7 separate regions of the Mus musculus genome follow, and regions 2, 3, 4, 5, 6 and 7 are each linked to region 1. A link is a contact called in public HiCAR-type, HiChIP or PLAC-seq and promoter capture Hi-C data. All regions are on one chromosome and are shown on one strand. Each heading gives the region's core, a stretch centred on a gene start, on an enhancer-like site or on the middle of the called end of the contact. The rest is flanking DNA. Distances are from core to core; before and after follow the strand shown. Region 1 holds the start of Cog3 (component of oligomeric golgi complex 3). Region 2 overlaps Cpb2 (carboxypeptidase B2 (plasma)). Region 3 holds the start of Zc3h13 (zinc finger CCCH type containing 13). Region 4 overlaps Zc3h13 (zinc finger CCCH type containing 13). Region 5 overlaps Nufip1 (nuclear fragile X mental retardation protein interacting protein 1). Region 6 has its middle 26 kb from the start of Gpalpp1. Region 7 holds the start of Siah3 (siah E3 ubiquitin protein ligase family member 3).

The links. Promoter capture Hi-C pulls out the DNA fragments that hold promoters and counts their contacts. HiCAR-type assays count read pairs that join an accessible place to other places. HiChIP or PLAC-seq counts read pairs in DNA pulled down with a chosen protein or histone mark.
Region 2: a contact with region 1 is called in a promoter capture Hi-C map of liver, with 4 times the contacts expected there. The contact joins the enhancer-like site here to the promoter of Cog3 in region 1. A contact is called at or near these places in 13 of 39 promoter capture datasets (the 3T3-L1 cell line, the HPC-7 cell line, cranial neural crest and 8 more), 5 of 115 datasets of contacts at active chromatin or transcription factors (the 230-238 cell line, the SCID.adh cell line, embryonic basal ganglia and 2 more) and 2 of 9 other capture datasets (macrophages and pancreatic islet).
Region 3: a contact with region 1 is called in a promoter capture Hi-C map of embryonic stem cells, with 3 times the contacts expected there. The contact joins the promoter of Zc3h13 here to the promoter of Cog3 in region 1. A contact is called at or near these places in 24 of 39 promoter capture datasets (the 3T3-L1 cell line, 3T3-L1-derived adipocytes, the C10 cell line and 14 more), 1 of 15 datasets of contacts at CTCF or cohesin (embryonic stem cells), 7 of 484 Hi-C or Micro-C datasets (CD4 T cells, CD8 T cells, cardiomyocytes and 3 more), 29 of 115 datasets of contacts at active chromatin or transcription factors (the SCID.adh cell line, T-cell acute lymphoblastic leukemia, acute myeloid leukemia and 20 more) and 5 of 9 other capture datasets (adipose tissue, embryonic stem cells, liver and 2 more).
Region 4: a contact with region 1 is called in a promoter capture Hi-C map of liver, with 4 times the contacts expected there. The contact joins the enhancer-like site here to the promoter of Cog3 in region 1. A contact is called at or near these places in 12 of 39 promoter capture datasets (the 3T3-L1 cell line, the HPC-7 cell line, HPC-7-derived erythroid cells and 8 more), 10 of 115 datasets of contacts at active chromatin or transcription factors (the 230-238 cell line, differentiating embryonic stem cells, embryonic basal ganglia and 7 more) and 3 of 9 other capture datasets (adipose tissue, embryonic stem cells and pancreatic islet).
Region 5: a contact with region 1 is called in a promoter capture Hi-C map of liver. The contact joins the enhancer-like site here to the promoter of Cog3 in region 1. A contact is called at or near these places in 2 of 39 promoter capture datasets (the C10 cell line and liver), 3 of 484 Hi-C or Micro-C datasets (B cells, CD4 T cells and embryonic stem cells), 3 of 115 datasets of contacts at active chromatin or transcription factors (the 230-238 cell line, large pre-B cells and microglia) and 1 of 9 other capture datasets (adipose tissue).
Region 6: a contact with region 1 is called in an H3K27ac HiChIP or PLAC-seq map of embryonic stem cells, with 5 read pairs. The contact joins the enhancer-like site here to the promoter of Cog3 in region 1. A contact is called at or near these places in 3 of 484 Hi-C or Micro-C datasets (cerebral cortex, cortical neurons and palatal mesenchyme) and 1 of 115 datasets of contacts at active chromatin or transcription factors (embryonic stem cells).
Region 7: a HiCAR-type map of astrocytes shows a contact between it and region 1, with 2.4 times the contacts expected there. The contact joins the promoter of Siah3 here to the promoter of Cog3 in region 1. A contact is called at or near these places in 2 of 39 promoter capture datasets (cranial neural crest and hippocampal neurons), 1 of 484 Hi-C or Micro-C datasets (CD4 T cells) and 5 of 115 datasets of contacts at active chromatin or transcription factors (astrocytes, effector CD8 T cells, embryonic basal ganglia and 2 more).

The regions. Positions count from the first base shown.
Region 1 is chr14:75,752,889-75,756,697 of GRCm38.p6, forward strand. Cog3 (component of oligomeric golgi complex 3) reads right to left here and starts at 1,605. Exons shown (of 23, transcript NM_177381.3): 1 at 1,377-1,605. The coding sequence starts at 1,550.
Region 2 is chr14:75,248,326-75,252,134 of GRCm38.p6, forward strand. All of the region lies in intron 1 of Cpb2 (carboxypeptidase B2 (plasma)), which reads left to right. Among named protein-coding and RNA genes, the nearest start is that of Cpb2, 7.9 kb to the left of the region's middle. Within about 2 kb of position 1,741, at least 4 of the 459 cell types and tissues checked have an H3K27ac peak or open chromatin away from gene starts, as enhancers often do. A contact at or near this core is called in liver, where this site is marked.
Region 3 is chr14:75,282,358-75,286,166 of GRCm38.p6, forward strand. It overlaps Zc3h13 (zinc finger CCCH type containing 13), which reads left to right and starts at 2,009. Exons shown (of 19, transcript NM_001359875.1): 1 at 2,009-2,308. Cpb2 (carboxypeptidase B2 (plasma)) reads left to right here. Exons shown (of 11, transcript NM_019775.3): 11 at 874-1,198. The coding sequence ends at 1,058.
Region 4 is chr14:75,336,022-75,339,830 of GRCm38.p6, forward strand. Zc3h13 (zinc finger CCCH type containing 13) reads left to right here. Exons shown (of 19, transcript NM_001359875.1): 16 at 1-53; 17 at 1,349-1,549; 18 at 3,288-3,451. Among named protein-coding and RNA genes, the nearest start is that of Zc3h13, 54 kb to the left of the region's middle. Within about 2 kb of position 2,055, at least 7 of the 459 cell types and tissues checked have an H3K27ac peak or open chromatin away from gene starts, as enhancers often do. A contact at or near this core is called in liver, where this site is marked.
Region 5 is chr14:76,119,934-76,123,742 of GRCm38.p6, forward strand. All of the region lies in intron 5 of Nufip1 (nuclear fragile X mental retardation protein interacting protein 1), which reads left to right. Among named protein-coding and RNA genes, the nearest start is that of Nufip1, 11 kb to the left of the region's middle. Within about 2 kb of position 2,163, at least 11 of the 459 cell types and tissues checked have an H3K27ac peak or open chromatin away from gene starts, as enhancers often do. A contact at or near this core is called in liver, where this site is marked.
Region 6 is chr14:76,082,422-76,086,230 of GRCm38.p6, forward strand. No RefSeq gene overlaps it. Among named protein-coding and RNA genes, the nearest start is that of Gpalpp1, 26 kb to the right of the region's middle. Within about 2 kb of position 1,935, at least 36 of the 459 cell types and tissues checked have an H3K27ac peak or open chromatin away from gene starts, as enhancers often do. A contact at or near this core is called in embryonic stem cells, where this site is marked.
Region 7 is chr14:75,454,377-75,458,185 of GRCm38.p6, forward strand. Siah3 (siah E3 ubiquitin protein ligase family member 3) reads left to right here and starts at 1,606. Exons shown (of 2, transcript NM_001128093.1): 1 at 1,606-1,814. The coding sequence starts at 1,680. Gm41212 (a long non-coding RNA gene) reads right to left here and starts at 3,611. Exons shown (of 2, transcript XR_874827.2): 1 at 2,216-3,611.

The sequences.
Region 1 (3,809 bases), core at 355-2,854:
TTAGGCCTGCCCTTACTTTTCTTCAGCCTCAACTATTCTGGCCCTGCCACCCACCCTACTTTACTTCCTATTTACGTCTCTATCCCTAATTCCTACCCCAGTGTAGACATATGGCAATGCACATTAAATGACAGCGTGAACTGATGGTAAGTACAACTGCATCAATACGGAAGGACCGTGTAAACCAGTAAGATGCCTTTTACTTTCAACCCTCTCCATACTCAATAAACGTGACACCAGCTTCGATAATGGGGCACAAAAATTATAAACAGACTGGGAACACACATAAGCCTGTTTCTGTAAATCTCTAGTATGGCACTTACCCAGCAATGGCAAAATCCTCAGTCTAGTCCCCAGCAAAACACACACACACACACACACACACACACACACCCCACACCACACCACACCCACTTATAATCCAGAACATAAAACATAGCCAGATCAAAGAACTTTCCACTTGCTCCCTCGTTTACTTAGGTCTATTTCCTGTATGGCATCCTGGAGGTGGGCAGAGAAACACACCTAAGAACACGTATTTTTACGGCACAGCACACAAAGGTGCAGAGAACGCGTCTAGTCACACCTCTAAAGTGTGAGGGCAGAGGTGAAGAAGCCAAATTCAATCTGCATTTGGACAGGATTACGAATCGTACAGAAATGGTTTCCAACATCAAAACTAACCACCACTGATAATAAAATAACCCAAAATTCGGCCTCGAAACTAGAAGAGCGTGTGAAACACATAAACAATCCAAAAAATAAAAGTACTCTGACCAGTATAACTGCACTGAATCACACCAACAGTAACATGCATACTGTCCCACTGGTAACTGGGAAAACGTTGACGCTAAAACCCAAAGCGCTACTTAATAACCGAGTCAACTTGTAAAAATAACTTTTTAATTTATTGCTTTGCTGTAGGTTTAATAAATCTTATCTTCCATAACCCAAAACCAGGAGTTCACAGCTTGGGGTGTGATAAATGAAATTGTTTCTCGGGGCCAGTTCTGATCCCCTCTAAGTGTCCCTGTTCCCCCGGGAAAGAAGCAAGCCTGATGCCTCCAGGATGCAGTTAACACAGACTAGCTGGACAGGCTCCTGGGAGGCAGGGCTACTCTGACACGGGGACACCAGGAGCAAGAAGCCCGGAGCAAGGCTCGGGCCAACCGTCCCACGCCGCTGGGGGAGGGCTACGCCCTCGCGTGGACGGCCACGCACCCTGGCAGGGCCACCCTGGGTCGCGGGCAGAGTGAGGCTGCTGACAGCAGGGCACACACGGGCCCCTCCCGCCGAACCCGCCACGGTGGCTCAGAGGACCGGCCAGATCCCCGCACGGGGCAGGAGGCCGGGCGCAGCCCACGCCCTCGCCTCACCTCGGCGGGCACCGGCAGGTTCTCCACGGCCGCCTTGAGCTCCAGCACCGAGTCCGTCTGCCTGTCTGTCAGCGGCGCCATCGAGTCGGGTCTCCCATCCCAGAGAGACAGCTTCTCGCGGGCGTCCCGCTCGGCCGCCGCCTCGGGCGGCAGCAGCAGCGCCGCCTCCGCCATCTCCGCAGCCCTGGGCCCCTCCGCGGCGCAGAACCGGAGCCCGACAGGCAGAGCCGGGAACTTCCGGGAGGACCGGGACTTCCAGCGCCGCAGCCGCGGCGGGGCGGGCCCGAGCGCCCTGACCCCGGAAACGCTTCCCCGGCGTGGGGGCGGGACCGAGGCCAAAACAGACGTGGCTTTCGACGGAGGCCAAACAGTTCCGGTTGAGGTGTACCTCAAGCCAGAGGGTAGGAGACAAGAATGGGCGGAAATAAGCTTGCCCCTACCGGAAGCTTCTTCAACATCAATAACTTTATGATAATGTGTTCTTCAGATTTGTTTTTGGTTTTCTTTTTAACAAGTTGTAAGTCATCCAACGGATTAGGAGAATTAATGAACTCCAAAGATCTTCTCTCCTGTCAGATGGGTTATGGATGCTTTCCATGTTGACATAGCAACCAAGAGCACCAAGTTTTCAAACTTACAACTTCCCTGTTAGAAAACTAGTTTGTGGAAACACAAATTCAAAGACAAACATATCAGGCCTCATTAATAATATCAAAAAACTGGGGGGGGGGGGGACCTAAATGTCCAACATTGAAGAACTGGATCAATAACTGTCTATCCAAACATGAAACTGCAAAAATTATTCTGCCATTTAAATCATGATACACATTTGAACACCTAAACAAATTATATTAGATCAAACCTAAATAATTGAATAAATATACTTTGTAAGTATATAAATTGAGTATATACGAATATAAAAAAAAATTGGGCAAAAAGGTGAAAAAGAGACAACCTTCTTCCTTACCAAGAATTAAAAAGGAAAAATGTAGAAAAATGAAGAAAATCACAAAACACTGAACAACATTCTTCAAAAAGGTCAGGGTAGAGAGATGGCTCGGGGCTAAGGGAACTTGCTGATCTTTCAGAAGACTCCAGTTCAGTTCCCAGCCCCCACAATATGCAGCACATTACCACCTGAAACTTCAGTTCCAGGAGATCCAACCTCCTCTTCTGGCCTCTCTGGGTACTAACATACATGTGGCACATGCAAACACACACATAAATAAATTTTTAAAATAAAAAGCCAATGTTTTTTTTTAAGATTTATTTATTTTATGTATGTGAGTATACTGTAGCTGTCTTGAGGTACACTAGAAGAAGGCATCAGATCCCATTACAGATGGTTATGACCCACTGTGTGGTTGCTGGGAATGAACTCAGGACCTCTGCAAGAGCAGTCAGTGCTCTTAACCTCTGAGCCATCTCTCCAGCCCCCAAAAGCCAATGTTTAAAAGAGTATCAAACTACTAAAGAGCAAGGAGTGACCAAGGAGCTCTTACATAGTGGAGACTACTGAATAATGACTTCTCATTGCAATGTGGTATCTTGGACTGATTCCTGGAACAGAAGAAAGGATAATTGTGATGAGACTATAGAATAAAATATAGAATCTTAATAAAGTTTGTAATTTAGGCATTGGTGGTGTTGTGCCAGCTTTGATTGTACATGGCTAGATAAGACAATAGTAGGAAAGCTGGATGAAAGACACACCTGAACAATACAATCTCTGGAGCCTTGCTGAAGTCTAACTTTATCTCAAGAGAGCTGAGTATGGCAGCTCATGTTTGCAATAACATCAGCAGGGAGGCTGAGACAAAGGGATTTCTACAACTTGGAGGCTGAGGTAGGAGAATTAGAGGCCAGTGCAGACCACAAAAAAGAGACTGCTGTCCAAAAAAAAAAAAATGTATCTCAAAATAAGAATTAATAATCTTATGGTATAGAAAATATGGTTCTAGCTAGGGACATGCCTTTAATTCCAGCACTCAGGAGGCAAAAGTAGGTGGATCTCTTGAGTTCAAGGCCAGCCTAGTCTACAAAGTAAGTTCCAAGACAGTCAGGGTTACACAAAGAAATTCTGTCTTAAAAAGCCAAAGAAGGGGCTGGGCGTGGTGGCACATGCCTTTGATCCCAACACCTGGGAGGCAGAGGTAGGCGGATTTCTGAGTTCGAGGCCAGCCTGGTCTACAAAGTGAGTTCCAGGACAGCCAGGGCTATACAGAGAAACCCTGTCTCTAAAAAAACAACAACAACAAAAAATGATTGTAATATAGTTAAGAAAAATGAAACAGCATTAGTAACCTATTGGCCGAATTGGCAGACTCCACCCCATCCCATCTCCCCTCTATCCTCTTCTCTTTCTTCAAGTCACCTTTGTGGTAATACGGTGTTACCCTTCCACTGCTATAACTAATACCAGGAATAATCAGC
Region 2 (3,809 bases), core at 491-2,990, 500 kb before region 1:
CGGATTTCTGAGTTAAAGGCCAGCCTGGTCTACAGAGTGAGTTCCAGGACAGCCAGGGCTATACAGAGAAACCCTATCTCAAAAAAACAAACAAACCAAATCAAACCAAAACAAACAAACAAACAAACAAAACACTGAAACTGTGTCACCTGGAAAAAAAGGTCTTCGGCATACCAGTGGCCATTTTCTTCTGTATTTCCTGCCTTTTCTGTAGCTTCTGTCCATGCCCCTGCCCCTGCCCCTGCCCCTGCCCCTGCCCCTGCCCCTGCCCCTGCCCCTGCCCCTGCCCCTGCCCCTGCCCCTGCCCCTGCCCCTGGTGCTAGGATTAAAGGCCTGAGCTACCACACCCAGCTGACCTTTTTTAAAAACAAAAACAAAAACAAACAAACAAACAAACAAACAAAAGCCAATTGTAATTAGCTGTGCATGGTGGCACACACCTTCAATCCCAACATTCAGGAGGCAGAGGCAGGCAGAGCTCTGTGAGTCTGAGGCAGCCTGGTCTACAGAGTGAGTTCCAGAACAGCAAAGTTACATAGTGAGACATTGTCTCAAAAAAACAAAAATAAAAACAAACAAACAATTGCAGCTATGTATAAGGCTCTGGGTTTGATACCTGTGATCAAAAGCACATCATATTTTGCCCTCTCTCCTTCCCAGACAGCCATGGGAGCTGGGGTTCACAATATGTTCTTTGTTTATTCGTAACTTTCTCCTGCTTTTAATACATAGTGGTTTTCTTTCTCTTCTAAATTAGTTTTTCAAAACTAGGACCATATTTCAGTTTGCGTCATCTTGTTTCCCTGCTTTATAATATATCACGGAAATCATCCCCAAGTTAACTGTTATAAATCAAACTCATTCTTTATAACTGGAAAACGCCCTAGGATAGCTGCATGCGTGTTTCCAGTTATTGACACTTTGAAGAATGATTCAATACATAGCCTTGAACATATGCCCCTAGGCAGTGGGTGAATGGATTATGCTAAACCTGTACCAGGGATCCACATCAAATTTCCCAGGCTGATGTTCTATGAACCACTGTTTGCTCTTCTCAATGGTGTCCAGAATCCAGAGTCATTTTATCAAAGTTCTCTAAACAAAAGCATCCTCTGCCCCATTGCTAATCATGGTTATCTCCTTACTCCTAGTTACTTGGGAAAAGGAAGCCCAAATGTATCGGTATGCTTTCAAAATCTTCTCTATGGAAGGACTGCCTAATATTTTTACATGTGACCCTGGGTATACAGGTATATAAAACCGATATACAAAGCAATCATCTGCCAAAAATAAGTCCTAAAGAAATTGGTTTTAAACCAATTCTTCAGTATCCATAGAACCTTATTGTTTAATAAAGATGAAGACAAAATTGCAAGCTAATGAGATGAGTGTATTTGTACACAAAGGAGTAAACGCCGCCGAAGCTTCTGATACTACAGAATGAAGAGTGTTTTCAACTTTCTCCGTGTTAATCAATATCCTCATTTTTATGCAATCAATGCTGAGAAGTCCGTCTTGCATAAATACTCCACACACGGTGGGAGAAGTATGACAGAAACATTGTAGGAATTGTTGGAAATTCTGTCCTAACCCCAGGCCAAAATTCATTTATAATGGCTTTTTACGAAATGCAAGTCAGTGACTCAAACGGCAAGTTTTAAAATCCAATAGACTAACACAATCCAATCCAAAGGTGACGCTGACCTGTGGATGCCGAGGGGAAGCAGTAAAGAAGTGTTGACTCCTTGTTTTCAGTTATGAAACCGCCATGAGTTTGTAGCAGCAGAAAGCCGTCACGCACCGCCGTTCAGGACAGTGGAACTGAGTTGAGGTGTTTTGGGATCCACTGGAATTGTGTGGTCTGGTGGCACAGAGTACACATGCTGTGTGTTCAGAGCAACAGCTGCAGTGACCTCATGCATGTCATGCCATACAGGAGAATGCTACACAAGTGCCTTGGATTCATCTGGTGTTTGGTTTTAAATTAGTTTTTGGTTTTTTTTTTTTTTTTTGGTTTTCATGCATGCCAAAACCTCTTACTGTTGCCAAGGTTTTAGGAGGTCCACACTCAGCTATGTGGTTTAGAAACTCAACTATGGTTTAGAGAGGTGCAGGAGATACAGATAATTTCTTTCTGTTTAGTTACTATTCTTCTCCTTTTCTGAACACCCGTGTACTAGAAGGTGCAGGTTGCCATTTCCCAGCAAAGCCCTGTGACCTCCTGGGTTCAGCCTCAGCCAGTCTAACTTAGTCAATAAACACTGTGTCTTAGTTAGGGTTATCATGGCTGTGATGAAACACCGTGGCCCAAAGTAACCTGCGGAGGAAAGGGTTTGTTTGGCTTACATATACTGAGTCACCCTCCACTAAAGGAAGCCAAGGTAGGAACTGCAGCAGGACAGGAACCTGGAGGCAGGAGCTGATACAGAAGCCATGGAGGAGTACTGCTCACTGGCTTGCTCTTTCTGTCTTGCTCAACCTAATTTCTTATAGAACTCATGACCACCAGCCCAGAATGGCACCACCCACAATGGGCTGGGCCCTCCCACATCAATCACTAATTAAGAAAATGTCCTACGTGCTTGCCTACAGCCTATCTTATGGAGATATTTTTCTCAGTTGAGGGTTCCCTCCTCTCAAATGACGCATTCCTCCTACGGAGCCTGTGCTAATAATGTCTATGTACCCTCCTGAAAGCTACTATAACCTCTTCTGCACTTTCATAGTTCTCTGTATACTTCTTTAATAAAATCTTCTATTCGATGTATTTTTAGGAGGTTGGAGAATGAGTGGTTAAGAGGTTAAGAACACTTGCTGCTTTGACGGAGAATTGGAAAACCCATAAGGGAGCAAGCCACAGATGTCTCCAAGTCCAGGGGATCCAGGGCCCTCTCCTAACCTCTGGTACACATTTACACAATACACATGCACACATGCACACTGAGAGACAGAGACAAAGAAAGACAGAGACAGATACAGACAGATGGACAGACAGACAGAGACAGGTACAGAAAAATAAATCTTAAAAAAAAAGTATTTTTTAGAGTGACAAGAAATGTGCAGAGGAGACACATGGAGTTCTTGCTTGGCCCTCGTGCATGCTTCCAAAACCCATCATCTTACATTATCGCTCCATATTCGTCAAAACTGTGAAGCCAGATCTGGGTGGCCACTGTTTTCCTTTTCTTTTTATATAATAATCTCCTACAGAAAAATTGGACGGCAAGCTGCGAAAATGAAATCTGCTAAGAAGCCCTCCCTCTCTGAGTAAATGGTTTACAAACAGAAAGTAAATTGAGACTGAATCACACTAATGTATTGCCCAGACTGTACCAGCAGCCCTGGGAATTCTTAACACTGTAGCAAGTGTTACACCACAGAAAGGAATACTCAAAGCAAAAGAACATGCTAAGAAAACTGATATCCCAAAATCAAATTCATCTGTATGTCCTGGCAACAAAGGTGGCTAGGATATGGAGTATTCAATCACCATTTGCAAAAGAAAAGAACATTGTTAGAAGAAGTATAATTTTAAAATATGCAATATATTAATGGATAAAACTTTTATAAAAGGACAGGAAAGTAGGCCAAACAGATGAATCGCCCGTATTTGTTGGTGAGAAGACTCAGACTCCTGAGTTTGTCCATCCTCCCCAAATTATGAACCTATAATTTAATAAACTCACCGTGAAAACCTGAAGGTTTTATGAATCATGACAGGTTGTTGATTTTTAAATTTTGTGCTGAAGATCAGATCTCCCCAAGAGGCCTTTTGAGAGGCACAGGGTAAGGGTGGGGGTGGGGTGGGG
Region 3 (3,809 bases), core at 759-3,258, 470 kb before region 1:
CTTCTTCTTTTCTTTCTTTCTTTCTTCTTCTTCTTCTTCTTCTTCTTCTTCTTCTTCTTCTTCTTCTTCTTCTTCTTCTTCTTCCTCCTCCTCCTCCTCCTCCTCCTCCTCTCCCTCCTCCTCCTCGTCATCGTCGTCGTCTTCTTCTTCTTCTTCTTCTTCTTCTTCTTCTTCTTCTTCTTCTTCTTCCTCCTCCTCCTCCTCCTCCTCCTCCTCCTCCTCCTCCTCCTCCTCCTCCTCCTCCTCCTTCTTCTTCTTCCCAGAAAACTGACAGGATGCAAGATTCTTGCCCATGGTGCAGAAGCTGCCAGTTGGGTATGCTGACACTCTCCTGGGAGGAGAGAGGTTCCATTCTTTTGATTAGTACTTGGTGACAAGTGTGGTAACTGTAAAAGGTACACCACTTTAGTCAAGGAACTTTAACTCTAGAAAAGCTACTGAAGTAGGAAACATTGATTTATGGACAATGGTGCTCATTCTAAAGAAACTAAGTTATTTATCAACAAAATTATTTGAATCAACTATAGTTTACAATGCAATCCCTTAAAATGACTCAAAATAATGTCTATTCAAACACAATAATGATACATTTGGTAATGTTACAATAATTACTTCCAGAAATGTTACAAATTAAGACAGAAAGTACATGCACTGTAAAATGTACTAAAATGTTATTGGCAGTTATCACTCCTTAATCAGATTATTGTTGAGTTCTGGGCAACATGTGTTTTCTTTCTTAACATGGTTTCTTTTAGATGACTACAACTTTCAGATAAGAAATTTAGGTAACATCCAGAAGGAAGCTATTTTCGTTTCTACAATGAAATAAAGTGTTTGTTGCTATGAAATAAATATATTTTGTGTCTCTTTTAGATCTAGCTCCTGGAGGTTCTGACGATTGGATCTATGATTTGGGCATCAAATATTCGTTTACAATTGAGCTCCGAGATACAGGCAGATACGGATTCTTGCTGCCTGAGAGATACATCAAACCCACTTGTGCAGAAGCTTTGGCCGCCATCTCTAAAATAGTTTGGCATGTCATCAGGAACACTTAATGCCCTAACCTCCGCTCTCATTATTTTTATTTTATTGATTTCAGCAACACTTAACTGTTGCATTAGCTTCTAAGTTGAATCAGTTTCCTTGGTTTTGTTGAAGAATAAAAAGCACACTACTTTGAGCTTAAGAGTGAAAATGGCCCCCTGTGTATTTTAACATTTTTATTTTTATTATTTTTATTCTAAGAGGTTAGCTACTGGTCCCACCCCACCGTCCCTTGATTTATGATGAACAGCTATCTTAAGCAGTTTTAAGATGTACTGTGTGTGTGGTGGGGCGTGAGGGTGTGAGTTTAAGCACCAGGTTTATGCTGGACCCCCATCAGAGGCCAGAAGAAAATGGGGAACCGCTGTTACTGAAGGTTACAGAAGGTGGTCAGCAGTCACGTGGGGGATGGGAGTCAAACCTGGTCTCTGAAAGAGCTGCAACCGCTTTTAACGGCTGGAGCCATCTCTCCAGCTCCTCCTAAGCAACTTTTACCCTAAATCTACGGAGATCATTGGATCCAAGCAGGAAAAGCAAAGGCACTCTGTAGCACCTCAAGGGTTTGCACCCTAAAATTTTAATCAGTCTCTGCTCTTGTTCTTGAAAACGCAATCCGTGCATTTCTGCTCCAGCTTCAGGCCCAGGCGGGGGACGGGCGGTTGTCAAAATCTGCAGCTTCGAAACGCACCAGGCTGGTGGTTACTGCCGAAACAAAGTAGCACTTTATGCGATGGAAAACGGTGAAAACCAGAATCTCAGTCAACTGAGAATCTCCGTCCTCCCACGCTGACTCCGTGTCCCCAGACCTTAGTAAACAGGCGTCAGGAACACACTCCGCACTGCCCTCGCGTCGGACGCGAGGGGGCGTGGTCTGAGAGGGGCGGGGCTTACTCGATGACGACTAATCTGGGGGCCGGAAGCTGCCTTGCCTGCGGAGGAGTCGGGCAAACTCGCGACTTCCGTCGGCTTTTAGATGCTGCCAGTGTAGCGGCCAGGCAGAGTTGTGGTCTTAGCGTTGCTCTGCAGTGGCTTCTGTGCGTCTCTCGTCTCGTGTCCGGAGCTCTCCAGAGCTGGGAGAAGATCCGGGCGGCTCCGCTGCTCCCTGTTCCCGGCGTCCGCCCCGCTTGAGGAGGGCCGGCCCCTGGGAGCCGCGCGTGCACGTCCTCTTGGTCGTCCTCCCGGGGCCGGGCGCGGGGACAGCCGGAGCTGAGGCGTCAGGGACGTCCTGAAGACTGCGCTTACAAGGGTGCTTGGAGAGGAGGTAAGCGTTCGGGGAGCGGATGGGAAGAGGCGTTGGACCCGGCTCGTGTGGGCGTCCTGCGCTGTGGCCTCCATCCTCGCTCGCCTTGTTCTGTGCTGCTTGTGTTTCTGAACGCTGTTTGAGCATCCCACCCTTGACTCTGCAGAGGCTCTTGGTGTTAGATCTGGCTGTTGCTCCAGTTGTGATTCTGCAGTCTGTGTCAGGAAGCAGGCGGACTCGGATACCGTGGTGTGGTGGTCGCATTTGTGTGTGGTGAAAGGATGCAGCAGTTGTGTTTCTTGGATTTAGAGTTGCCTTCTTCACGTATTCCAGATCTATTGAAGAAAGGAGAGTCCTTTTGATTGTTCCTGGTCTTGCTTATTTCCCGGCTGCAGTAAATACTATTGGGAGTGTAGGAGTACTGTTTTATCTTTATACTCCCAGGCAACGGGAAGCTGGAACGAAAGGAGAAGATATATCTGGCAGTATCACTTGCTAAGCAGGTTGACATTTATGTGGCTGGAAAAGTATTCAGAGTTGAAGAAAATACTTGGATGATATTGGTAGGATCTTGCTTGTGAGAGGCAGTATCTTAAGTTAATTCGTTTTATTAGGAGTCTTCAGATAATTTGAACTCTTTCAGTTATGGGCGTGCACAGTCTCTCCTGGTTTGTGAATTTCAAAAAAAAATAATTTGAAAAGGTTGGACCTTTAAGTTTGGCATTTAAGGGTTTAAAAGTCTGTGATATGTTTATTTAGTTAGTCCAGATCACTATGCGGCTCTGCCTATATGCTTAGTTTTGCTATGTAGTACTTAACATTACTAGCTTTAGAATCCAAACAACAATATTTCGCAACACAGACGTATAAATTTTTAAATAACCTCCAACTTCTTAGTTAGATTATATCAGATGACAGTTTCATCTGGAGACTTAGCAAGCTGATGTAGGAATGTCACAATTTCTGTGCAAACGGTTGTGCCCTGAAACTTGAGTTTCAGTGTGAGCATCTGGTAGGATGTAGTTGATACCAACACATAGGGGGTGACTCAGATACCTAAATGTGCAGAAACTCAAATCCCTTCTGGAAAACGATGTTTTATATGCCTTCAATCATCTCTATACTTCTAATACATAGTGCAATGTAAATCCTATAAAAGTACTTTATGCTAATTTTAAATAATGTAAATAAGGTTTGTACACAGTGTAGTTTTGGTTTTTGGGTTTTTTGTTGTTGTTTTGTGTTGCTTTGTTTTTGTTTTTGTTTTCCTGGATATGTTCAATCCAGGGATACAGCTTCTTTATTTGCTTTCTGTTTACTGGTGACTTGGAGTGAACACTAACCTTTATTCTGAGTATATTCTCTGTTCTCAGCAGGCCGTATCACCCTGAACACCTGATCTCAGAAGCTTATCTGGATTGGGCCTGATTAATGTCTAGACTGGAGACACTTACCTCAGTTTAATGTCTGTAATATAAATTTAGAATACTAAAGCACAGTATGACTTTTATATCAATACATT
Region 4 (3,809 bases), core at 805-3,304, 420 kb before region 1:
GGCAGGGGATGCAGAAAAGAGAGAGGACCAGCAGGAAGAAGAGAAGATGCCAGGTAACGCACGGCAGAGCTCAGAAGTGCGGGGGGGGGGGGGGGGGGGGGGGGGAATGCGTGCTTGGTTCTGTTCTGCCGTAAGAGGTGGTAAGGGGCACTTAGCTCTTCCCATTAAAAGAATGGTACAGTGTGTGCGTCTCTATTCTTAATTGGCACTCCCTGTGGAAGCGTGTCCTAGGGAAGAGCAGAATTGTAAGAGTTCTTTTCCAGAGTTTCAGATTCATATTATCTCACCCAGAACCTCAGCACATCCCAGCTGCTTGCCAGTGTCCACCATGGCAGGCATGCGATGCAAGACTTCACAACTGCGGTGGGCTCAGTCAACTTTTTAAACAACTTTCAAAAATAGAGGTAGCTGAAGTTTGTTTGAACACAGCTGATATAGTTCCTTTTCTGAAATGTGTCCATTCCGTGACTGTTGTCCTTACCGTGCTGTCTGTGTACATTGCCCGGCTCACTGGAGTGAGTACTAGGACGCAACACTCCTGACCGTTTATTTTAGTGTTTGAGACAGGATCTCATGTAGTCACTCCAAGCTGACTTCAAACCCCCTGTATAATTGACAGTGACTTCTCACTCTCCTGCCTGCACCTCCCCAAGCCCCAGGTTATAGGCATTGCCTGTTGTTGTTTTGTTTTCTTGTTGTTCTTACGATAGGGAGTTACTTGGCTTGGTCTGGATCATTATACTATTCTTATTTCATTTGACCTTTTATTTCCTAACTTATAGATGTAATTTGTCACACGTCTTCAGTAGCTTGTCTGCTTTGTGTGACTAGTCACTGTGTTACCCTTTTACATTCAATAACTTACCTTTTTTTTGGCTGAGCATGTGTGGCACTCAGAGAGACAGCTTTTCCTAGGCAGTTCTCTGTCTTCCATGTGGGTTCCAAGAATCAGACTGCAGGCACCTTTACCTGATGAGCCATCTCGGCAGCCTCAGACAACCATTTCTTTTTTTTTTTTTTGGTTTTTCGAGACAAGGTTTCTCTGTGTAGCCCTGGCTGTCCTGGAACTCACTCTGTAGACCAGGCTGGCCTCGAACTCAGAAATCCACCTGCCTCTGCCTCCCAAGTGCTGGGATTAAAGGCGTGCGGCACCACGCCCGGCTAAGAATGGAAAGGTTCTTCTTTTTTGTTTTTTTGTTTTTTCAAGACAGGGTTTCTCTGTGTAGCCCTGGCTGACCTGGAACTCACTCTGTAGACCAGGTAGGCCTCGAACTCAGAAATCCACCTGCCTCTGCCTCCCGAGTGCTGGGATTAAGTCCTGTTCTTCCCTTCTTTAACTGTTTTACAGATCCATTAGATGTAATAGATGTGGACTGGTCTGGACTAATGCCAAAGCACCCGAAAGAACCGAGAGAGCCTGGGGCTGCACTCTTAAAGTTCACGCCTGGAGCTGTTCTGCTACGAGTTGGGATTTCTAAAAAGTTGGCTGGTTCTGAGCTCTTTACCAAAGTTAAAGAAACATGTCAACAACTTGTAGAAAAACCCAAAGGTGACTTCCTTTGCCTTCACTGTGTCACATGCTATGATTGTTAGTGTGGTCTTGGGAAGGGCTCCATTTGGTTGTCTTCAGAACTTGTGCTCCAGGATCAGTTTTAAGGAGTTATTGATATTATTTCTTAAGTTCAAGAAAAGCTTAATTCTGACAAAAACATTAGAAAAATAAGAAAATGAACTTTCTGTATCAAAAATGTTTTTGAAGGCTGGAGGGTTGCCTCAGTGACTGAGTGTAAGCAGGAGGCATTAGACTCGATTGCAGCACCACAGAAAGAGAAAATTGCTTTCTAACACAGAAGTTCAGGTGTCAGAATATACAGCTTTGCCCAGGGCTAAACAAAGCACTTCATGATGTTGTAGGTTTTTTCTTTTTTTTTTTTTTCCTAAGCAAATAATGGATGACTTCACAACCTTTCACCTGGTAACAAGCAGAGGATGTACCCAAGGGCAAAGTCTAAGTTAAGCCTTTAACAGAATGGTTTAGCTCGGTGGGTAGGGTCACTGGTCTGTGATCCAGGCCCTGCCTGTCACCTAGTCCCTATCTGTTCCTGTGAGTTGGAGTTGGAGTACTTACACCACCAAGGTCTTTGGACTGCAGTGAAGAGCAGCCTAGTTAGTACAGGTAGGACACTGCGAACAGTGCCTGGGACAGAGTAGTGCTGTGCTTTGACTGTTAGTGTTTAGTCAGAAAGTATTTCACCTGATTACAACTTTTAGCAGAACTGAATCTTTTAATGTATGGATATGGGTGGTTTGTTCTGATGTCCTTTTGTAGCTTACTAGAACTTTTATCAACAAGAGGCTGAGCCGATGCTTGAATCAGGGGAGGGAGAAAAGTGAAGGCACCATTACTTACTACGTTTGTTTTGGTTTTTTGTTTGTTTTTTGGTTGGGGGGGGTATTATTTTAAAAGTGTCATGAACCTGTGTCCTTTTTCCTAGTCCCATAATCAGTAAAATTTCTTATTAAGACTACTAATATTGTAATTGTGAACATTTTGTAACCTGAAAAATGATCTGAAGGTTCTTACCACATTCTTTTCACTTTGGTTAGATCTATGGCCTTGCGAAAAAAAACTCCTCTAACCCCTGTTTTTCTGTCTACTTTATCCCATCCTAATTTTTTAATAAAAATTTCTGTGTGTGTGTATGTGTCTGTGTGTGTACATGCACACATGCGTCTATCTGTCTATGTGTCAGTGTGTATGTCAAGCTAAGTGTTTTCTCTTTCCCTTACATAGTTTGATCGAAAACCATGTTATTGTGTCTTAGCACATTGTCCCATGTGTCTGAGGCGTCTGGCTAACACCTAGCTGTGCTCACAGCAGGGGTTCCAGAGGCCACTGTCTCTGCTGTGACTGTGTTTGAATCTTGCTGTAGAGCTGTCCTGAGATGTAGGACTGTAAGTGGGATTTACTTCTAGGCCAGACCCTTGAGTTTGACTTAAATGCTCTTGCTTGACCTTTCTCCCAAGTCAGTAGTCAGTGGACTCATTCTCCCTCTGAAGTCTGCTTTTGGCACATCTTAAATTTAAAATAACATCACATTATTGTTCTTATTAAGATGAACAAGGTACCTGTGTGTTGAAGGTCCGTTCATGGGGACCATTGCTGCTTGCCTTGTCAAGTCATTCACTCTGGTTTAGTAAAGGAGAGGTTCTTGGAGTATTCAGTTAAGTCAATGGTGACACTTCGCTATTAGGGAAACTTAACGTATGCTTGTTTTGATTGAAAGATGCAGACAGCCTTTTCGAACATGAACTAGGGGCTCTCAACATGGCTGCTTTACTTCGAAAAGAAGAGCGAGCAAGTCTTCTTAGTGACCTGGGACCATGTTGTAAAGCATTATGTTTCAGACGGGACTCTGCAATCCGGAAGCAGCTTGTGAAGAACGAAAAGGTACCGCGCAGTGGTTGGTAGGAATAGTATATTTTTCATCTTAACTGTTCTGTGAATTTGCTTTCCTCGTCTCCCAGGCACATACAGGAAGACCTCACATGAGTGGTTGTTGTGAATAATTGTCATTCCAAACTTCATGCACAAAAGTCCATTCATTCTGTGAGCTGTTTTACCTGTGAGCAAGGCTCCTTAAGATAAGCAGACTGTATGTCAGAGCGTGTGTCAGTATTTACTACAGAGTAATGAAGCAGACTGTATGTCAGAGCGTGTGTCAGTATTTACTACAGAGTAATGAAGGTGATTAAACATCAGAAAAGGATCTCATGAGAGGCTTGGGCTTTTTAAAGTTGGAAACTGG
Region 5 (3,809 bases), core at 913-3,412, 370 kb after region 1:
TAAATCATGCCTTCCCCGACCACTTAGCAATTGTGGTTCTGTACTGTCAAATCATGTATGTGGCACCATGCAGCATGTAGACTTCTGAGGTTCAGAAGTCATGCATGTTGGGTGTAGTACTAGTTCATTCTCATTTCAGAGTATTTTTCTGTCCCATTGTATCGCTCTATCAATGACAGTGGTTTCTTCATCTCCCACTTGAGAGGCGGTGAGAGTATTTTGGCATTGCTAAAGCTTCCATAAACATTTGTGTGTGCGTTTGTGCTTTGAATATAGGCTTATGTTTGTATTGGATAAGTACCCAGAAGTGGTGTTGGGTGGTCATGCAGAGATTATATACTTCACTTCAAAGGAAACTGCCAAACTTGGTTGGGGAGAGGTTTGGACTCTAGCGTTGCTGGTTGACCTAGGGAAGCATTCAGAGGAAGAGTGCCTGAAGGTCTGCATCAGTTAACTGTGTCCTCCAGGAGCCTTGCGTCCACGTCTTACTTGAAAGCGGCCCATCCTTCCTAGGAAAAAACAAGCTCAAGGTACTGTTGCTGCTGCTGGCGCTGGGGAGACTGCACTGCTCTTCACTGCCTGTTCTGATTTTGCCTGACAGAAGGTTCACATCTGTTCTCATATTACTCCCACACTCTAGACAACAAAGGAAACAGAGCCTAGTTTTCAGCTTCTCATTAGGAAAGCAATAGGTGTGCGTCAGCTTTAAGTAGATTTCCATGCAGACCTCATTATCTAGAAGTAGACTGTGTTAGTGGGCGTGAACTTGGAATGTCCCCCAAACAGAATTGCCAAAAGGGAGAATATGCAGCTGTGTGTTACTGTGCGTGGTGACACAGTTTTAAATTGGTTGTGTTTCAGAACTATGAGTGAAATTCATGGGCAGCCCCTACTCTCTAGAATAAAGGAGGGCTGGGACAAAATTTTCCATGCTTTCCATGACTTCTCTCACGTAGAACTTTCAGTGTAGATTGCAGGTATTCAGTGACCATCGTCAGAAGTGCTGGGAGATGAATGGGTGCAAGATACTGAGTGATGAAGTGGAACTAGGGACTTGAGAGCATGAGGGGTGCCAGAGAGGACACGGGAGTGGCGGTTGGGGTGACATTTATTGTACCTGCGATGTTAAGTGTTCTGTGCACCTTTTAATTCATCTGAGGTTCTTTCACATCTTACTTCTTGGGTCTTGCCCCTTCAGGTATTCAGGAGCGTTAGTACATACTCATTAGCAGGATAGGGAACTAGGTGTGGGATGTGTGTCGGTAGTCCTGGTGTTCAGGAGGCTGGGGTGGAGTGTCTGACCTTGTGCTGCTCTGCCTGTAAAATATAGAAAGCAAGGCATTTTAGAAAGGGAGAAATGGGGTAGGTTGGCAGGAAAAAAAAAGACATGGGAAATATTTTCTTTATTTTGGTTCATTTGATAGATTTATAAGACATGTACTCTAATATTAAGCAGTTTAAAAATATTAAATTTTATTTCTAGCTATCTATTCTCCGCTTATTTTATCTTTATTTTTCAATGTGTATTTTTAAAGAACTGAAAGATTCTTAGATTTGTTTTATGTGTGACTGGGTGTTTGCCTATGTGCTTGTTGTTACCACTTGCATCCCTAGTGTCCAAGGAGGCCAGATGAGGATGCTGGGTCCCCTGGAGCTGGAGTTACAGTGGTTGTGAGCCATGAGGAATTAAACCTGGGTCTTCTGGAAGAGCAACCAGTAACGGCCTTGCTATCTGTTCAGCCCCAATTTATTTTATCTTTAAACTTTCATTGTATATATCCATATAACATCATATTGTGTTATATTCAGACATTTCCATTGCAAGTATGTATTTTACATTGCATCAGTCTCAGATTTTGAAGAGTGTACCCTAAAATGAGTGAATTCCACATTGGTACAACAAAATGCTTTTTAATTTGAAGGTTACTGTTCTAGTGAAAGGTGCTCTTCTGGAGGAAGCCAGTGTGTGTTTTGGCACAATAGAGTGCTAACATCTGTGTAGCCATTCTGCTAGAAAAGTGAAAGAGACCCTGGACTATGGATTTAAAGCCAGGAAAAAAAGTTACATCTTTATGTTATCTTTCAGACTAACCAAAGTTGGAGGGCCCACTGTGCTTACAAAGTAGGAGAGCCTGTCTCCCAGGCAATGTCCACTAGGTGGAGCTTTTCTCTTCCCATCGTTGCCCCTGTCTGCTGTTCCCAGCTCAGGCTGAGTTCCCTGTCTACCTCTTATTAATGGGTGTATGTTTCTGACGTTCAGAAAGACTTTGAAATTAAACTACAGTGGCATAAGCTTGTGTTCGAGCGGTTTTTAATAAAGAGAGAGAGAGGAGCTGTGCTCTGTCTGGGATAGGCCTAGGAGAAACAGTAAGAGTAGCAGCAGTTTGAGTGCAAGGAAAGCATTGGCTTACTGTGCAGAGTAGCAGTTTCACCCACTAGTGGACTCCATCCTGTAAAGACATCAGTAGGACGCTGAACTGCCCCCTTTGCATGGAGGGCATTGAGTAGCCCTGAACTTGGTGCTGAGCCACCACAGGGCCTGTGGTGTCTGGCTTCTCTACATCCTGTCTACAGATGGGGAACAGCTGTCACCCATTCTCCCTGAAGGCTGTTCTCTAAGCATTTCTCTCATCTTTTACAGGCGGGCATGCAGGGCATGGCAGAGATTTTGGTTTCTTTAAAAAATACAAAGAGCCCACAAAGTAGCTCTACTAAGGCCAGCTCCACTGCCACAGTGCTAAGGTCGGCTCCACTGCCACAGTGCCTGTCTTCCTACGAAGGCTTTACTTTCCCCCCTCCTCATCAGCTTGGAGTTTCTACTGAGCCACTCCAAATTTTATTTTTCCTCAGCATTGCCCTGAATGTCGGGGAAGAGGTCACGCTCATCCAAGTGCCAAGAGTCCACTTTGTGAAACCTTAGGTCATGCTTGCTTTTCACGAGTATCTGTTGTTGTCAGGTTCTCATCTTGTACGACCTTGCTCTTTGCCTGTTGTGCTTATTCATAGCCCGTGCAGTCATCATCTCTTCTTTATGGACGGCCACTATTTATAGCTGGGTACATGCTTTGCACTGTCCTTACTGAAATTCACTGCCTTTCCCCATTCTCTCTCCACTCCCCAAAGCCATTTCCAGTCTTGTCTCCAGACTACGGGATAACTGACAATAGTTGTCACTGTCTGTGCTCCACGAGCTGATAATGCGGGTGTGTATGTTAGTTTAGTGCTAGTGACGGTCAGACCAAGGGCATGTGCATGCTAAGCATTCTCCCTCTGAGCTATGTCCCCAGTCCAGTGATAGATGGAAGAAGTGGCAGAACTTTAGTTGGTGTTTCTGATGATCATCAGCCTGAGTGGTGAGGGCTGTGTTTCACTCCTTCATGTTTCCTATACTATGAAGATTTGTTTCATTGCCAGATTTTAGGGCTGGCATCTCCATACATCTTGTGCTAAGAAATGGAATCAGTGGTGTGCATTGCCTAGGATTCTCATTCATTCATTCTCTCTCTCCCCTTTTTTCTTTCTTTCTTTCTTTCTTTCTTTCTCTTTTTTTTTTTTTTTTTTAGACAGGGTTTCTCTCTATAGCTCTGGCTGTCTTGGAACTCACTATGTAGACCAAGCTGACCTCAAAATCAGAGATCTGTCTGCCTCTGCCTCCTGAGTGATGGGATTAAAGGTGTGTGCTACTTTGTCCAACAAAGTGGTTTATTTCGTGTGTATGAATGTTTTGCCTGCATGTATGTCTCTGCACCATGTGTGTACCTGTTGCCCAGGGAGGTCAGAAGAGGATGTTGGGTTCCCTGAAAATGGAG
Region 6 (3,809 bases), core at 685-3,184, 330 kb after region 1:
TAGGTTCTACTTCGTATCTTACACCACCTCCCACTAATGATCTTATTATGACTCAATATGTTAATCTACCCATTAGATCAGAACCCACAGGATCTGCCTGTCTCCTGAAATCCACCCCCAACCCCAAACATATGTAGAGGTGTTTTACTAATCTCCTAGGTGTGCCTCGATCCAGTCAAGTTAACAAGGTTACCGTCTGGGGTCCTGTTTCTTGAGAGTTAGTGACAGTTAATGTTTGCTGGGGAAAGGGGAAACATTTCTTTTAATGGTGTAGCCAATGGGAAGTTGCTTATGTTTCTGCACCTAACTCCTCACCCATGCTCACGGAAGCAACCTTAATTAAATTCACTGGGTCACCAAAAAGAAAGAAACAGTAGAGACTTGTTGAGAGGAAATGGATCAGCAGCAGTACGAGGGATGACTGGGTGAATTTAATCAAACTGCATCAGATACACGGATGACAATGTCAAAATGAAATCTGTCATTGTATATGATTAATGTACGGTAGACTAGTCTCATATAGACTAGTCTCATATGTAGTGTCTCTCCCAGTTTGTTAGTCTCCTGTCGGGCTCTTCCCCGTCTAGCCTGGAATCGCTATTCTTCTTCTGGCTCCCCAACCAGAATCTGTAGATTCTTGCCTTGGATTGGTTGCATCAGCAACAGACATCCTCTGTCATGGCATCTAAGCCATTCTAGGACCACTAACGTAGCTCTCTGCTTGTCTTTGTGCAGTTTTCTCTCTCTGGCCTTCGGTGCTTATCCTGAACCTTGAAGCCCCAGCTTATACTCTCCGCAAGTGCACTCTGATGCTTATCTAGGTAGAATGAAGGTTATCTGGTGTTTGTGGTTAAGATTCTGTAGATTAGAAAAAATAGACGTGTAAAATTTGAGCTCTCCCTCTCCTCCCCCCCCTTTTGTGTGTGTGTGTGTGTGTGTGTGTGTGTGTGTGTGCATGCGCCTGGGAACAACCTATAGGAATCATCTGCTCTCTCCTTCTACTGTGTGGGTTCCAGGGACTGAACTCAGGTTTTCAGGCTTGAAGACAAGCATCTGTACCCACTGAGTTTTCTCACCGGTGGGCCCTGGCTAATGTGTCTTTTTGAGAAGGATTAATCTATGCATTTGATGAGAGTTCCCCCAACAGTCCAGTTAACAGAATTTCTACTTATATATGTCAGGCATACTTCCCCTAACTTTGTGACTCTATATTCACAGACTTACCAAGGCTAGTAACCATTTTTGGCTCCTGGTTTCTAGTATCAGATGTTGTGTGTGTCAGAGCTAATGCTGGGTGCCTTCCTCCACTACCATGCCTTATTTTATGTGTAAGTGTCGGTGCCTGCATCATGAGCTGTCTGATTTTGGTGCTGGGAACCAAACCTAAATCCTCTGCTAAGCAATCTATCCAGCCCCAGGGTCTCTCACGGAGTTCTCAGCCTTCATAATCCTCTGGGACAGTAGTTCTCAGCCTTCACAATGCTGCACCCCTTTAATACAGTTCCTCGTGCTGTGATGACCACCAGCCATACAATTATTTCTTTGCTACTCCATAGTTGTGATTTTGCTACCGTTATAAACTGCAGTGCAAATTATCTAGCCTGCGTGACCCCCAGGTTGAGAACCACTGCTCTAGGTCTGCCAGTCTCCATCTGCTCCCGGGGGCAGGGTTACATACAGATTTGTATCTCTGTACTTCAAATTCAGGTTCAAATGTGTAACCCTCAAACACTTAACTCACAGAGCCAGCTTCCCTTGTCCCTCCTCCTATCCAGGCTGTCTTCTCTGCAACATTGCTGACTGCTGACCCTCAGCTCCACAGGCTGAACCCCCTGCATTGGCTCTTCCTTTCTAGCTGGTCTCTTTCACTCTTCAATGCCCACACACCAGCAACAGCATCCACTGAGATTCACTGTAGCCCTTTCTTCTCAGCTCATGCCCAGGCATGCCCTACGATCACAATCAGTACATGTACACACCTCTGGCATGTGCTCAACAGATAGCACTAGTTGGTTCTGCATATTGTCTGCCCCACTAGACTGGTGAGTTAAAGGTCATGTCTTATGTATTTTTGTATTCTCAGATCAGCACTTTACATATTGTATAGGCTCGATAAATACACGGCAACAGGAGCTGACTTAGTGTTCTTTCCTAGACATTTGTCTAGAGTGGAAACAGTTTCCGGGGGAGGCTTCAACAGGCCATTCTTTCCTTGTGTTTTTTCCTCTTCCTCTCAGTATGCTGCTAGATTTTTGGCTGTAGTTAATTACTGAGTTGGTTTAAATGACCCCAGAACCTTCTCCCAAATTCTAACAGAAACCCCAGAGCTCTGGAACAAGCACAGTTTGTGTCATTAACACTTAAATCACTGCGGTTACTGCCCACGTTGGAGATTGGTAGTTTGCTAGGAACATAAGCAAAATCCACTTTGGAACAGCTTCCTGTGCAAGAACAATCCCTCGCCTTCTTGGCTCTGAAAGCATACATTTACGAATGATCTAACTGCTGTGTCTGAGAGGCTGGAAGCACCATAGCAACTTATTTAATTGCGAATGATAATACAACTGTAAATTAAAAATGACCTCTACTCAAATCCACTGAAAAGCCATGCCTAACTACTCCATGCTAGGCTTTTGCCAACGGTAGGTTTCTCTTTTCCCTCCTCTAGATTTTGTTTGCCATGAATATACGCCATTGTTCTGAGAACCATGCCTTCCCTTCCTCTGAGGGATCCTATGGTTCAGAGTCAAGAAATACACACAGCACTGAGAGAACCCAAGGACACCCAGTCCAAGTCACCCTGACCCCTGATTGACAGCTAACTTCGGGTTGCTAACACTACATCCTGTCTTGGGCTTGAAGGAGTGAAGTCCAGCCTGTTTGCTACCCTGACTAACCTGTATCCAGGGCCGCTGTAGCCACTGCCCTTCTATGTAAGAGATGTGATTGATTTCGGGGTTGGGGCTTTCTGGCTGCTGACTGGGTTGGAGTTGGAAATCCTATTTTTTCATTATTTTCTTATTTGTGGAGGGGAAAGTCTAAATATATCCTTTTGAATTGCGGTGTGATTTATAAACGACAGCAGGCTGTGGTGAGCTAACTGCGATGGCCTTACTCTCCATCGTCCCTGTTTGTGGTAGATGGATGTACTTCTTGATGTTAGGGGTTTGAGGGCGGTGAACGAGGAGGGGACGAGCAGGCATTTTAGACACAGTCCATCTCCTGGACAGCACCAAACACCAGCCCCAAAGCTAATGTGCGCCCTGTGTGCCTGCCCCCTCCCACTGCTGTTCTACACAAAGATTCTGAGACATGGGTTAGCAGTTACCTACTGAAAAGGAGATTCACAATGGGCAGACGTGGACACTGACAAATCTGGGGTGAACTCAGGACTGATTGACATACCTACCATAAGAAACACTGGAATTTTCATTAGAACCCTGGCGGGAATCAAAGGTAAGATGGACTCCATGGTCCCAGCACAGGCTTTTGACCCTGCAGTCAGTTCCATGATAGTGCTTCTCGCTCATCGCAGCTGAACTGGAAAACATGGTGCAGCCCATGCAGGCCTTTAGCCTGTGATTCTCCTGCCTTAGGCTCAATAGTGGGGTTGCAGGTCTGTGCCACCAGCATCTTCACTCCTCCTCCCCCACCCGAATTCTTTTTCTCCTTCCCATCACCTGCATAATAGTCCACAATGACTGGCTAACCAGAAGAAACCTGTTCAGGATATTCTTGCTGCCAGTACTGCTTGCTTCAGGAAAGCTAAGAATATCAAAACAAAGAAAAACAAAAAAGGAAGATTCCAA
Region 7 (3,809 bases), core at 356-2,855, 300 kb before region 1:
TGGCTTTCCTAAACCTGGGCACCTTCTTTTCTGCTGTATTTTACTGTGTTCTTATCCTAAGTGCCCAACCGGGTCACAGACTTGGGTGTCTTGTCATCAGAGTTTATATCTCTTGCAGTGTGGGCCCTGTGACACCAACACATGTGACTTTTTGTCATCAAGACAGATGTTGTCATGTACAAAGTTCATACTGTCAACAGTGAGGTAGAGTGTTGTGTGTGTGTGTTTTGTTTTGTTTTGTTTTGTTTTAGTCTCACGATGCTTCAAGCAAGTTTACAATTTTGTGCTGCTTGACTGTGTTTGTAGATATCCTGGAGACGTGTGTGAGGGTCCAGGAAGGAGCCACAGCCTCATACCAATGGCTTCAGCTCAGTCTATCTGACCACTCAGTGTAGAAGCAGCCAAAGAACTAAAACTCACTATTCCCAGTTCTTGGGCTTTCGTGGCAGAGACTAAATAAACCATGGAACTTATTCCCTGCAAGCCCAAAGCCTTTAGGAGCTGTCCTTCAGGACCCTGTGGGTGGCCTCAGAGCCTGCCCCGGCACGGGGTTGGCAGTGCTCTGTGGCAGCTACTGACTAGACTGGTCTCTGCCTATCTGCGCTGCTGCTGTTGCTGCTGCTGCTGCTGCTGGCATTCAGACAAACAAGTGTTGTGCTGTGTGTATTCCTAATCTCTATTTTAATGTCTCCAACAATCTACTGGTTAATTAGCAATTTGCTGCCCACAAATATGCAAATGAGTGACAAGCCTAGGTTCTCTGCATCTGTAATTATTCTGCTGATGTACAATCCACTTTCTTCCCCCTGTAGGTTTTTCTATGTGTGTGTGTTCGTGCATCAGGGATTTCATTATTTTTAGAAGCGTGCTCTGTGCATCTTTATGCTTTAATAAAAGAGAGTTCAGTGATTACTGTATTTTGAAATATATATACTATATGCATGTCCCTCCTCAATTCCAAATTCATCTGTCGGATTCTTTTTTTCTTAAAGAACAGTGAGTTTAGATTTATCAAGAGGCTACAGTCCAAATTGCAGAGAGTCAGAGCATAAGACTGAAAGATACACATTTCTGCGGCTGCCAAATTCTTATCTTGAATCAGTATCTTGTAGTATTTGATTTTCTCCAGGCAGCTCCGTGAGTAGAGCCACAAGCTGACGACCCCATCTGCCTGTTGGAGCACAAAGCTTTCCTGTTTGGAGGTGGAAATGTTTTATATTTTTTTCCTTTTTTGGATGGGGGTTTTGTTCAGGGCACTAAGAAAGGCTCTCATGTTAAATTAAGTCAATTAATAAATGGAGACACATTAAGCAATCAATTTTGTCAGCCTATCTCCCCAGCATTATGTATGGTTGGCTGTAATCACAAGATAAATGCAGTGTGCTGATCTATGGTAATGTTCAATAATACATTCTCCGCCAGGCTCAATTCATCAGGGAGTTTCAGTAGGGGAGGTATTTGTTATTGGCTGTCTCTGAACCTCAAGGATAACATTTCTGTCCTTTTGATTGGCTGCCTCGCTGCTGCAAGATTCTAACCGTCTTATTTTGATGATGAATATGAAGGCGCGCTAAGCCGGGCTGGAACGGAGAGTCTCCGAGGCTGTGCTCCATTCAGAGCCCAAGGACTTACAGCTTCCTCCGCTGCCTTCCTGTGTCAACAACCCCCCAAAAGTTGTGATGCTTTTCTTTACACAGTGCTTTGGGGCTGTGTTGGATCTCATTCACCTCCGGTTTCAGCACTACAAGGCTAAACGGGTTTTCTCTGCTGCTGGGCAACTTGTCTGTGTGGTCAACCCCACGCACAACCTAAAGGTGAGTCGCTTCCTCTCGTGCTTTCTGCCATCTCCGCGGGGGCTCTAGCCTTTTCTCAGGAGACTTCTATCAGGGAGCTCATGCAGGCAGTTTGCTGGTGCTAGGATCCCGGGGTCTCAGGGGATGCTTGCCTCATGCTCGCTCTCTGGATAGCTTGGTGCTGTTACTGTGACTGTGTGGTGTTTTCTGGACTGGCAAGCAACCAGAAGAGCAGGCATATAGTGTCTTCCTCACACGGTCCTCCGAGGGGAGTCAGGGGAGTCGGGGGTGGAGGGGCAGAGGGGGCAGGGGGAGGGGCAAAAGGGAGGGTGAAGGGAAGAGAAGGGTAGAGGTGTCCTTACCTCCCTCCCAAGCATTTGTGGGCCAGTGCCGAGGAGAACAAAAAAAATCTGAAAAGTTACCCAAATTGCTGTCTGTCCCGCCGGTCAGTGCAATGCAAGGATTTGGCTGTGCAGAAGTAGCTTCAGGACTGGGGAGCTCTGATACAGGACCCGGGAGTTGGCAAGGGGCCGTTTCTGCAAGAGTTAGCCCTTGTCCTCAAACTGTGTCAAAGTGTGTGTGTGTGTGTGTGTGTGTGTGTGTGTGTGTGTGTGTGTGTGAGAGAGAGAGAGAGAGAGAGAGAGAGAGAGAGAGAGAGAGAGAGAGACTGTCTGTCTGTGTCTGTCTGTCTGTCTGTCTGAGTTGCTGGGAGGAGTTTAGCTCCTTTCCCTCCTGCCAAGGAGATGTGAGCCTCCTCTGAGAGCAGTCAGAGGAGGGCTTCGCTTCAATTGTGTAATAATGAAACCAGCTAGGAGCTGCAGCGGCTGCCTGGAGCCTGCAGGCGGCTGGCTGCTGAGCTGCCTGCCAGTGGCTGCCTCACCTGCTCGCTCGGTGCTGCTTTCACCGTGTTCATCCCTTCACGTCAATGTTCTAAGCCAAAATGCAGGGCCAGAAGGACCTCTCCATGTCAGGGTGCAGATGAGGAAATTAATGAAGAGACACTGCCTAGGGATGCCGGGGAGGTGGGGAGTGGGGAAAGGGCATGCTGGGACAGCGCAACTGAACTCCCTGGAGGTGGAATGGTCTGAAAATCAACTAAAACGCAGGACTCTAGATTAGATTGCCGCTTGCTTGCCTACCTTCACTGTACTGGGAGACTGAGGGACAGGGGGAGGGGCTGTGTCTGCAACTGAGTGTGGGACTGTCTCCTGGAGACCGAAGCTGTGATTCTGACCACTGTGGTCCAGCAGTGTTGAGCGATGCTTGTGGTGGGTGCGATGTCGATGTTGTACAATAAACTCTCATGATCAGATGCATGGTCCTTAATCCTCTTGCTGCAGACCTGTGTTTATAAGCGTTCCCCACCTCCATTCCTGGAAGTCTTTAAACTGACAGCTGTCTGGAGCCTCTGAGGTCATATTCCAGGGGCAACGTGATGGAGGGGGTGTGGACTCCACTGAGACCCCAACTGGCTTTCTGTGACAAATCTCGCCAAAGCATTCATGTGTGCTCTCACTGCCTTACGCTCGTTCATCTCTTTCCTCTTCTGGTTTTATTTTTTTAATGGCTTGATTTTATAAATGAGAATTCTCTTCCAGTCATCCTTGGCAGAGCAAGTACATCGTAACCATATTAAAAATACTCTTGAATTCCATTCCACGGCCACTTTGGAGACCTTACTCCAATCCCATTATTTTGTCAACTCGTATTAGTTACTTCCCTGCGGCAAGAAATATTGTTTACTCCTGTTTTACATTTTAATACCTTTTAAAATTATGCAATATAAGCAGCTCTAAAGTTTGAATTTACGTGATGCTCTGACTGTGCCCAAGGACGGAGAAGGGAGGGTGCTCAGGTCTTGCCGAGCAGCAAGGGGAAAGTATCTGTGTACGTTCTGTAGTGATGACTGCTTAATGCCCACAACAACCTTGGCTTAGGGTCGGGGTAAAAGGCTTTGAGATACCTTGGACAACTGTGTGAATGAATGCCGCAACCTTTCTAAGCCTTCCCTTCCTC